Linked DNA regions of Sus scrofa: all the other regions are linked to region 3. The links are chromatin contacts, called in public Hi-C and HiChIP or PLAC-seq maps. All regions are on one chromosome and are shown on one strand. The core of a region is the stretch at or near the end of the contact, and the rest is flanking DNA. Distances in the headings are between cores, read along the strand shown.

Region 1 (3,842 bases), core at 1,053-3,552, 730 kb before region 3:
AAAAAATAAAATAAAATAAAATAAATAAAAGTAAATTAAAAAAAAAAAGAAAGACAAATACCTAAAAATTATTAGGGCTTCTCCTATTTGTTGTGTGCATTTTAAAGGTATTGACCCCACAATTCCACCTGAGACATTCTGGCCAGAAGAATCTGTTTTTCTGGAATGCTCTGTGTGTTTCTACTTGTGTTTAGGATGGTTGGCTGAAAACTCTTAGCTTTGATATTCTGCAACCCGAATGCTCTTAGTTGTCAGTAAAACTAAGCCTGCCTACGCACTCTTCTATTCTTGATTTATAAATAGGTTCAGCTGCCTAACAATTAAATAGACTATATTTTGCACAGGCACATTCCTTAAGGAGACATTCAGAGGGCAGATGGCTTTTACTCTTATGATGTTATGCGCAAACCATCTTCCTCACTTCCCTAAGTGGGTACATTTTTCAAGGATTGGCCATGAGACTTTTGGTCTCACAGGAAATCTTAGCATCAAATTTCCAGCAGATCTTCACAGGGCCTGGCCCGAGACCAGCTTATATGTCAGAGAAGGTCTGCCCTGCAAGCTTGATATGATACATGGCCACCCATGCTTGTGGCTGTGAGAAATACCAGTGGCAAAGACATGAAGACGCCAGAGAAAAGAAAGATCAGTGGTGTCAGAGAAGGCGAAGGAGATAAGGTCTTAGGTATAATTAAATATTTGATAAGGTTGGAGGAGGAGGCATGCATGTATGAAGGCCCATGAGAGGCCTGCCGGGCAACCTGGAAGGGGACACATGGGGAAAATGGCCCTAGGGGAACCTGTCAGAACAGGAACTTGAATAATAGGACTGGGCATCATCAGCACTTTCAGATATGGTATTTCATGTATTTATCTATATAACACAATAAGGATTAAATATCATTACCCTTTTATACACGGGGGACATGACACCAAGAGGACAGAGATGTGTCGCTCACTTGGAGCACTCCAGCTGGGTCTCTGCCCCCTGAACCTCACCTGCTCTCCTGGGTCCAGGGTTGCTTCACCTGACGTCAGGGTGGGAAGGAATGAGCTCTGCCACTGAGACCCCTCTAACATACCCAGTTTTAGTCTAGATCCTGCAGCTTACTGGGTATCTCTTAAGCTTCCAGCCTGTTTTCTCGTGGTAAATGCTAGGAGTGAGTCTGGTCAGTCTCTCGAGCCCAGCCCAGACGCTGGTTGGCAGCAGAGTGCAGCCGATTTGATTTGGAGGGCCAGGGACTGGACACATTGCATAGAGTGTGCACCAAGGGACTGCCTTACATGGCAGCGAAGGCTGGCAACACAGTGAGAGGCAAGAAAGCGCCCGATTGTGATAACGTTGGAATTACAAGCCAAAAGGCCCTGTGAAGCCATAGTTTGTAGACAGTGAGTGTGGAAGAATTCAGGAGCCAATCTGGTAAGTTTCCATGCTCAGTTAGAAAAAGAATCAGAAAGAAAGAACCTAGGTCGGTCCCTTTCCAGTAGCCTGGGGCACAAGAAGGCTGAGGAATCCGATCGGACCCATGGGGGGCTCCACCGAGCGCAGTCTCGGAACCCCCGGAGGGCCGCCCCGCAGCAGCGCACCAGCTCCTAGAGAGGTGGGTCCGGGCGGGCGCTGCAGAACCGGCGAAGACTGTCGCCAGCCTCCAAGTCCGTTCTCCCCCGCCCCAAGTGCTCTGGCTGCCCTCGCCTCCGTCCCGCCCTCTCACCTCCCCGGCCTGGCCGGGCCCGCCCGGACTCTCCCTCCCGCAGTATTTAACTGATCCATAGGCGGGGGCGCGGGTGATGCGAATTCTTAGAAACCTTTAGTAGCTGCCCAGGATTTGAAGTTAAGATCCCCAAAGGACCCTTGAGGTTCATGCTGACACCCCACCCCTACTCCAGGTCACAGAAGGGCCTAGGGGGGCGGGAGAAGGGATAACACCCCACTCACCATCCCCGTCCACCTAGGAGCCCCGTTCCATCCCAGTCCTGCCAGTCCCGGGGCGAGGGGCTGGCGGCTGGGTGCAAAGGCGGAGGAGCGGCCGAAGGTGGCGGGGGCAGGTAGGCCGGGAGAGGAGGGGGCTGGGCTGGGGCGGAGGCGCCCCTGAGCTGCTGGGGCAGCTCTGGGGCGGCCACCCGACCTCCGCAGGGTAGCCCGGAGTAGGAACGGTGAGTCAGATCTCGGGCACCCGCGGGTCGGGCGGGAGGGGGGGGCGGGGCAAGTCAGGAAATGACATCAGAGGCCTGTGTTTGGGGAGGGGTGGTCTGGGCCGGGCCGGGGCGGCGGGGGCGGCGGGGCCGGCCGGGAGGGGGGCGGAGGCGGGGGCGGGAGGACCTTGATGAAGCCTCCGGCCCCGGGGCAGGATCGGGGCCCCTTCCTGGGGGAGTTTCCTGCCTCGTCGGCCCTCCCCGCCTCTCCCCGCCCCCTCTCCGGGCCGCTCCTTGTATGGTCTCGGCGCCGCTCTCTCCCCGCCCTCTCCCTCCCTCCCTCTTCCCTGCGCCCCTCCCCGCCTGGCTGGAGGCAGCTCGGGACCGGGACGCAGAGTCCGAGGACCCGGCTGCGAGACGGCCACCCGAGACGCTGCGCGCACGCTCCGGCCCGCGGTGAGGCGCGGGGAGCCGCCCGGCGGCCGCTCCCGGGGTGGGGGCGCGGGGGCGCGGAGGGGAGCCGGGCCGGCGAGGGGGTCCTCAGCCGGGCTCTGCGCTGCGTAACCCGGCCCTCCGTCCCCAGCAGCCCGGCCTGGCCATGGCGGCCCCCCGCCCGCCTCGCGCGATCTCCGTCTCGGCTCCGGTTTTTTACGCCCCGCAGAAGAAGTTCGGCCCGGTGGTGGCCCCAAAGCCCAAAGTGAATCCTTTCCGGCCCGGGGACGGTGAGCCTCCCGCGGCGGCCGGGGCCCAACGCGCACAGATGGGCCGAGTGGGCGAGATCCCCCCACCGCCCCCAGAAGGTATGTGGCCGAGCTCGGGGGCTGGACCTCGGCGGGCGCCGGGCCGGGGGGAGTGGTTTCGGGAATTTGGGGATGTCTGGAGAGGTTGCAGCAGAGGGGGCTGGGCGCAGCCACCCAGTCCCGAGCAGATGTTCTTACCTCATCGTGGAGCTCATGGCTGGAAGCCAGGGCTCCTGGGACTGTTCCAAGTCCTCCGCCTGGGGGTGGGAGGCGGGAATGTGGGGCACGAATTTTCCCCTCTGGGTCCGTTTTCCGAAGTGTAATGGGAGATGCATCCACTCCTTGGCCGAGCCCCGGCCTTTCCTGACCCAGTGCTCCCGGGGCGTCCTGCGCCCCTTTTACTTCCCGCGCCCTCCAGGACCCCTGAGAGAAGTTCTTGGGTTGGGGCTTAGAGGTGGAGCAGGAGGGGAACTTGGCGAGGGGTAGAGGAGTCCCCGCTGACTGCCCTCTGTCTCCTCCCAACCTCAGACTTTCCTTTACCGCCGCCTCCCGTGCTGGGGGAGGCCGACGAGGCGGAGGGCGCCCTGGGAGGTGCTTTCCCTCCCCCTCCTCCCCCGATCGAGGAACCGTTTCCCCCTGCGCCTTTGGAGGAGGAGATCTTCCCTTCCCCGCCGCCCCCGCTGGTGGAGGAGGGAGGGCCTGAGGTCCCCATACAGCTCCCACCGCAGGTATGGAGGCCTGGGAGGGGCAGCTGCAGTGGACACCCCAAGGGGAGGAGAGGAGGGTCCTTCAACCCCCCCCCCCCCCCGGCTCTCGGCCTCTCTGTCCACACGAGGGTGGGGCTGCGGTGGAGAATTGGGCATGGGTGCTCTGACTCCTGACCCTCTAGCCCAGGGATAAAGTGAGCAGTATTGATCTGGAGATTGACTCTCTGTCCTCACTGCTGGATGACATGACCAAGAATGATCC
Region 2 (3,840 bases), core at 1,060-3,559, 860 kb before region 3:
ATCAAACCCAAACCAAAATACTTGCCCAATGCTTTTGCAAAGTGTCAAGATCATAAAATATAAGAAAAAGCCAAAAACGTGCACAGATAGGATTAGACTCAAGAGACATGACATCTAAATGCGATGTGGGGAGTTCCCATCATGGCTCAGCAGTAATTAAAACCGACTAAGATCCGTGAAGATGCAGGTTCGATCCTTGGCCTCGTTCAGTGGGTTAAGGATCTGGTGTTGCCATGAGCTATGGTGTATGTTGTAGATGCGGCTTGGATCCCAAGTTGTTGTGGCTGTGGTGTAGGCCAGCAGCTGTAGCTCCAATTGGACCCCTAGCCTGGGAACTTCCATATGCTGTGGGTTCAGCCCTAAAAAGCAAAAAAAAAAAAAAAAAAAAAAGAAGAAGAAGAAGAAAATAAATGCTGTATAGTATCCTGGACTGGATCCTGGAACAGAGAAAGGTCATTAGTGAAAAAATGGTGAAATAGGAATGAAGTCTGTAATCCAGTTAATTTCCCAGTTTTGATAGTTATATATGCACAAAATGTTCACATTAGGAGAAGCTGGATGAGGGAAATGCAGAAACTCTTTGTACTCCCTGTGTATCTCTTCTGTAAGTCTAAAATGATTTCCAGATATAAAGGTTTTAAAATAAAAGTGATGATCAACTTTTAAAATCTTATGACCAAGCTAAATTAGCTCTTAGATACTTTTAAACTAACACTGTTGAAGAAAAACAAAGTACAGTTTTTTAATGTCAATAATTTAGTTTCACTGATCATCATGCAATTAGTTTAATGTGAAAGTGGGTGAAGATAACATCATTTCTCATTCCATTTTATATGTTCTGTGTAAAAGTTTAAAGGTTTACACTGTATCCTTGTATTCTGATGGTCTTAGGGTTTTTTTTGTTTTGTTTTGTTTTGTTTGTCTTTTGTTGTTGTTGTTGTTGCTATTTCTTGGGCCGCTCCCGCGGCATATGGAGGTTCCCAGGCCAGGGGTTGAATCGGAGCTGTAGCCACCGGCCTACGCCAGAGCCACAGCAACGCGGGATCTGAGCTGCGTCTGCGACCTACACCACAGCTCATGGCAACGCCGGATCGTTAACCCACTGAGCAAGGGCAGGGACCGAACCCGCAACCTCATGGTTCCTAGTTGGATTCAGTTAACCACTGCGCCATGACGGGAACTCCCTAGGGTTGTTTTTCAATGCATACAAATGAGTGGAATCTTTGTAAGTTTTCCAATTCATAAAATTAGTAATATTAAGAATAATTTAATAAAATTAAATGGAATTTTTAAACTTGTTTCTTTGCAATAAATGTAATTCAAGTACAAGACAATATGACAGGAGTTCCTGCCGTGGCGCAGTGGTTAAGGAATCCGACTAGGAACCATGAGGTTGCAGGTTCGATCCCTGGCCTTGCTCAGTGGGTTAAGGATCCGGTGTTCCCGTGAGCTGTGGTGTAGGCTGCAGACGTGGCTCAGATCCCCTGTTGCTGTGGCTCTGATGTAGGCCGGCGGCTACAGCTCTGATTCGACCCCTAGCCTGGGAACCTCCATATGCGGGAATCTCCATATGCCCCGGGAGCGGCCCTAGAAAAGCCAAAAAAAAAAAAAAGAAGACAATATGACATATTTACAAGTACGAAGACAACAGACTATTCCTCATTATCCCTCCAATTACCGCTGCAGTAAGGTATCCTCTCCTTCGTTCAGAATATATTGGTTATCAAATATACTCCAGACATTGTGCTAAACTCTTGAGAAATACAAAAAAAATTATCATTGGGTCACTTCTTACTCTGCCCAGTCCCAGAAAGTCTTGCAATTGCCAAGTAACACTAAAAGCTGAGGTGAATCGTAATCCTTTCACTCCCCACAAGCCTGAATAAGGCAGTGTTATTATTATGTAAACCCTATTTTTATGCCTATGTTTACGAGAGAGGAGGCCACTGCGGTTCAGAGAGGTCAACGGGCTTGCCAGAGGCTCACAGCTAAGTGAGAGGCCAGCACTCACCCTTAAACTACGTCCGTTTGCCCCGGACTCCACTGCAGGGCAGGGCGGTGACCGTGAGGTGCTTGGGTCACCACACCGGCGCGCTCCGCAGGGGATATCCTCTCACCCTCGCCTCCCGGGCGCTCTCCGCTTTTCCAGGGCACCCCACAGCCAGCCCGACTCTGCCCGCTGCGGGCTGCGCGGCCAGGGCGGGGCGGGCGAGGCGGGGCGGGGCTGTCCCCCGAGCCGGGGGCGGGGCTCCGGGGAAGGATGGGCGGGGCGGGGCGGATGGGCGGGGCGGGGCCTGACCCCGGGGAGGCCGGGAATCGGGGCGGGGCCGAAGGTGGGGCCCGTCCTCACTCTGCGCCTGGAGCCGCGGCCTGGACGCTGCGCGCAGGAGAAAGGGAACGATCAACGCTCGGCTTGCTGGGCCGCGCTTGCTTCTCAGTTGTCCGGCTGCAGCATGGGGCCTCTCCCGCGGACCGTGGAGCTTTTCTACGATGTGCTGTCCCCCTACTCCTGGCTGGCCTTCGAGGTGACGCCTGGGGAGCCGCTTCAGCCGGGGCTTGGAGAGCAGAGGGAAGGGCGAGCTTGGGGCGCGGGAACCGCAGTCTTGTGAAACTCCTGGCTCTGCCCGGCGCGTTTAAGACACGTTGATAGAGCCAGGGCTGAAGGTCACTGTGTCGGTAAACAGGATACGATCGCTGGCTCCAGGGAGAGCCCTTATATTCTAAAGTAGGGGTTTCCTACAGTGAAAGAGGAACAGCTCCAGAGAATGTAGGAGAAATCCATGGCACCGCCACTTCTTAGCCCTCAGATGTCAGTTTTGCGGGGTAGCGTGCAGAACAGATAAAAACTGTCCACAAAGATCCTGGGATGGATTTCTAGGCGTAGAGAGTTTTGCCATTTCAAACCAAGCACTTTAGGGCCTCCTCCTAAGCCCTTCCCTGCACGTGTAGCCTCTGGCTGGTCATTACTACGAACCTTTCCCTTCCCTCAGCCTTTTTCACTGCCCATCTTTCACTCTCCATCTTCGCCTCCTCTCCTGCAGATCCTGTGCCGGTACAAGAACATCTGGAATGTCAACCTGCAGCTGTGCCCAAGCTTAATTGCAGGGATCTTAAAAGACAGCGGTAGGAAGGCGTTTTCTCCAAGGATTTGAGGGAAGACTGACTTCAGAGACCCATAGGCGCTACCACTGGAGTTTCATATTGGTGGCAGCAGCCAGTAATATGCCCTCTGCCCAAAGCCTGGGAAGGAGTCCCCCGGGCCTGGGACTCTTAGGTGTCTCTTACCAGTGAGCCTAACTGTCCATTTTCAGGAAACCAGCCACCAGCTATGCTTCCCCGCAAAGCTGTGTACATGAAAGAGGACATTAAGCGACTGGGACACCATCTCCAGGTTCCCATCCACTTCCCCAAGGATTTCTTCTCTACAATCCTTGGAAAAGGTGAAAAACATGGGATATAGATGGGGCATCAAGTGGGGAGGAGTAGATTTGGAGATCGCAAGGCTGGGAAGAAGAGGCTTAGGTGCTACGTTAAGTGCAACAAACCTTGGGAAAACTCAGGATAAGAGTTGAGCGAGGTTGTGGGGACGTAAGGACAGGAAGAACAGGACTAATCAGTTCCCAGAAACTTGGGTGGGGGGCTGAGGGCAATGGCGCACTGCAGGGTGTCAGGTGCAGGAAAGAGCTGGTCTTCCATGGGAAGCAGGCTAGGAGGGCCCTACTTCTGAGGGCCTCTGCCCCACAGGAAGTTTGACAGCCATGCGCTTCCTCACCACCGTGAAACTGGAGCACCCCGAGATGCTGGAGAAAGTGTCCAGGGAACTGTGGATGCGCGTCTGGT
Region 3 (3,542 bases), core at 152-2,651:
CTTCCCAGCTTACCTTTTCAGGGAGCCAATGGTGTCGTGGGGCCAGGCCCTGGCCACCTGCTCTGAATCGTTGAGGAATTTCAGCCGTAGCACGAGGGGCTCTTGGGGGGAGTCCTGGGGTGGCGGTGTGGCCGGGAGCCCCATGCCAGACTCTGGCTGTGCAGCCTGACCTCTGTGTCTCAGGCTCGGGGTCTCAGCTCCTGGGGCCTCCCCTCTGATGCTGTCAGTGACCGCCATGGCTTCGCTGGGCTGTGTTGATGGTGGGGTCCCTGATGGCTGGGACAGTGGATCCACGCCCTCGGCAGTGTGTGTTGAGACCCAGGCGAGAGCCAGCACCAGAAGGCAGGCAAGCACCGCGAAAAGGATGGTCACCTCATCACCCACCCCTTCAATCAGGGCCATGGCACCTGCCTTGCCCGCTGGGCTACCGAGCTGGAGAGGCACAAAGAACCCATGAGGGGCTGGCTCAGCCTCCAAGAGCCCTCTGAACTTCAGGGGCGTCCGACCCCACCCCACTACAACTCTCCCACAGTCCCAATTCCTTTGCCCACTTAGCCACACCCCACCCTGGGACACAGACTGCTCTCCCTCTTGCTTGCCCCAGACTTGGGTCACATGCCCCTTCCCATCACCAAACCCCAAGTCCTAATTTTTTGTAACCTAAGTTCTAGGTCTTTAACCAGCTCTCCAATTCACCCACATCCTACTCAGAGGTCAGGCCTTGACCTTCTAAGCAACCTCTCCCCTAAATTCAACCCCCATCAAACTTCACCCCAAAGCTTACCTATTCTTTCCATCTAATTCATCCCAAAGTTTATCTATTCCTCCATCACTAAAGTTTCTCCAAGGGGGAAGAAAAAGGTCTCCAGACACACACAGACACACAAAAGGCTTTCCTCCACGAACACACACACACACACACACACACACACACACACACACACACACACACAGCACACCCCCGCCCCTTTACTATTTACCCAAACCTCCCACCCGTAACACGATACAGTTTCCTAAAGCTTCCCCACGTCGAAACGAGCCCTTTGGCAAACTGGAATCTCCGAGGGTCGCTGCTCCCCACCGCAACTCGGCCCCCCTCGGTCCACTCAAACTCCACCCCGAGTCGGCCCAGTTCCGCGCCTCCTCTTAGACGCCTCTCCAAACCTAGCCCGCAGCAGGACCCCAGATACCGCCGGAATCCGAGACTTTAGCCTCCCCACCCCCATCCTCCATCACCCCTCCCATCTTCCCGCCCGCCCCCCAACCCCAGCGGCGGGAGTGCCAGACCGATCCCGGGGCGGGGCGAGCGGGGGCCAGCTGGCGGGGGCGGCGGGGTGGGCGCGGTCAGAACGCAGGACTCACCGCCCGGCTCCGCCAGCTCCATAGCGGACCCTCGGGCACTTCCGGGCGGGAGGTGGCGAGGTCGCAGACACCTGGAGGCACCCTCCGCTTCCCCGCCGTGCGAAGTATTGTGGGACTTGTAGTCCAGCGCGGTGCGCAGTCCCCGCCTTCCGCGCTGCGGATCCACGGGCAGGACTCGGCTGTCTCGTCCCAGTGCCCGCAAATTGCTGAGGGGACGGCGGGGTTGGGTTTGGGGGGTGTGCTCTCCCGTAGAGGTTTGGGCGACAGCAGGGACAGCCCCCTGCCCGGGGCAGTTGGGGCATCTGTTACTCCAGAAACCAGCGTTAGCTGGAGCTTGTTAGAGCACCACTGTTTCCAGAAGCAGCATCGGGGAAGCTCGAGTGGATCCTACCTTGGCCTACTCTTCTTTCTTTTTACAGCCGCACCTGCGGCACATGGGTGTTCCCAGGCTAGGGGTCGAATAGGAGCTGCACCTGCCGGGCTGCACCACAGCCTTAGCAACACCAGATACGAGCTGCATCTGCGACCTACACCACAGCTCACAACGCTGGATCCTTAACCCTCTGAGTGAGGCCAGGGATCCATGCCACATCCTCACACTGTGTCGGGTTTTTAATCCGCTGAGCCACAACAAGAACTTTAAGTCAGAGTGGACCCCAGAAGTCATCCTGGATCCTCCAAATTGACTCTTCAGCCCAGCGCCCAGTATCCATGGGCTTCCCCACCAGGCTGGCCACGGTGGCTTGGGCTGCTTATTTACCAGGTCCCCTCCTCCCCTTTCCCCCGAAAGACTGTGCAAGAGGCATAGACTTTGGAACGTGGCACAAATGCTGATCCCTTATCCTGTGCTTATCAACTATGTGACCTTGGGTGCTTTACTGAATGTCTTTGAACCTAAATTTCTCTGTTCCCAACACATACCTCAAAAGGCAATTGTGGAGTTCCTGTTGTAGCTCAGCGGGTTAAGAATCTGACTAATCGACCCCTAGCCTGGGAACCTCCATATGCCACAGGAGTGGCCCTAGAAAGGGCAAAAAGACAAAAAAAAGAATCTGGCTAGTATCCATCAAGATGCAGGTTTGATCCCTGGCCTCACTCAGTGGGTTAAGCATCCATCGTTTCCATGAGCTGTGGTGTAGGTCACAGACTCGGCTCTGATCTGGCGTGGCTGTGGCTGTGGCGTAGGCCAGCAGCTGCAGCTCCGATTTGATCCCTAGCCTGGGAACCTCCATACGCCTCAGGTATGGCCCTAAAAGAATAAAAAATACAAAAAAAATTTTTTTAAAGGCAATTGCAAGAAAAATTAGGTGTTTTATTAAATAAGTGTGAAAATTATGCAGAGGAGCTGTCACACGGTGGATATTTGTTCACTTAGTATTAGAACACTCCTTCCACCCAGATCTTAGAGTGTTGCTATGTAGGGGATGTCGAGCCTCAGCCTGGCCTGGGCCCATTCCTTTCCGTGGGTTTTTCTCTCCTTTCTCTGGGCTCCTATAGCCACAGAGATCTCACATCCTTGATTTTACAGGCCAGTCTTTTTTTTTTTTTTTCTTTTTCCTGCTTGCACCTGCGGCATGCAGAAGTTCCCAGGGCCAGGAATCCATCCTGTTCCACAGCACTGACAACTTGGATCCTTAACCCACTGAACCACCAGGGAACTCTATAAGCCAAACTTAATTAAAACTAATATAACCTGTGTTCCAAAGGCAGATACCTTCTTGTGGGAGCAAGCTCTCCAAATGTTGCATTGGGGCTGTTTAGATTTATAACATACAGAACTATCTGTCTCTCATTCCTTCCCTCCCACTTATTCATTTATTCTAGAAATATTTATTAAATGTATACTAAGTGCCAGGCCGGAATGAGAAGCTGGGAATACAGTGGTGAATCAGACCCTATGCCTGCATGTGGCTCCTTTCCTAATAGAAGAGACAGGTGATTAGCCAAACAGGTAGGTGCTGGCGGCCAGGGCAACACTTTGGAGGGCTCTTTACCTTTAGCATTTCTGCTGGAAGATACCTGTGCAACCTTCTTGCTGTCAATTCTAATTAAGCATCTAAAAGATATGTTAGATATTGCTTTTAGTCTTACAGAACACAGGCGTTCTTGTCGTGACTCAGCAATTAACGAACCCGACTAGGATCCATGAGGATGTGGGTTCGATCCCTGGCCTTGCTCAG

What was found. Hi-C and Micro-C count contacts between places; a contact is called where the count stands out from the background. HiChIP or PLAC-seq counts read pairs in DNA pulled down with a chosen protein or histone mark.
Region 1: an H3K27ac HiChIP or PLAC-seq map of alveolar macrophages shows a contact between it and region 3. The contact joins the promoter of ZYX here to the promoter of TMUB1 in region 3. A contact is called at or near these places in 3 of 47 Hi-C or Micro-C datasets (heart right ventricle, liver and skeletal muscle) and 1 of 2 datasets of contacts at active chromatin or transcription factors (alveolar macrophages).
Region 2: a contact with region 3 is called in a Hi-C map of liver, with 4 times the contacts expected there. The contact joins the promoter of GSTK1 here to the promoter of TMUB1 in region 3. A contact is called at or near these places in 1 of 5 promoter capture datasets (liver) and 1 of 47 Hi-C or Micro-C datasets (liver).

Annotation. Positions count from the first base shown.
Region 1 is chr18:6,868,694-6,872,535 of Sscrofa11.1, reverse strand. ZYX (zyxin) reads left to right here and starts at 2,302. Exons shown (of 10, transcript XM_003134592.5): 1 at 2,302-2,589; 2 at 2,717-2,933; 3 at 3,402-3,601; 4 at 3,763-3,842. The coding sequence starts at 2,732. It overlaps LOC102166231 (a long non-coding RNA gene), which reads right to left and starts at 3,420. Exons shown (of 3, transcript XR_299598.3): 1 at 3,072-3,420.
Region 2 is chr18:6,997,537-7,001,376 of Sscrofa11.1, reverse strand. GSTK1 (glutathione S-transferase kappa 1) reads left to right here and starts at 2,309. Exons shown (of 8, transcript NM_001315574.1): 1 at 2,309-2,525; 2 at 3,042-3,123; 3 at 3,312-3,440; 4 at 3,745-3,840. The coding sequence starts at 2,454. LOC106508196 (a long non-coding RNA gene) reads right to left here and starts at 2,211. Exons shown (of 4, transcript XR_001304823.2): 1 at 2,012-2,211.
Region 3 is chr18:6,140,310-6,143,851 of Sscrofa11.1, reverse strand. TMUB1 (transmembrane and ubiquitin like domain containing 1) reads right to left here and starts at 1,401. Exons shown (of 3, transcript NM_001244336.1): 1 at 1,363-1,401; 2 at 14-432. The coding sequence starts at 402. The region is part of intron 1 of AGAP3 (arf-GAP with GTPase, ANK repeat and PH domain-containing protein 3); the gene reads left to right.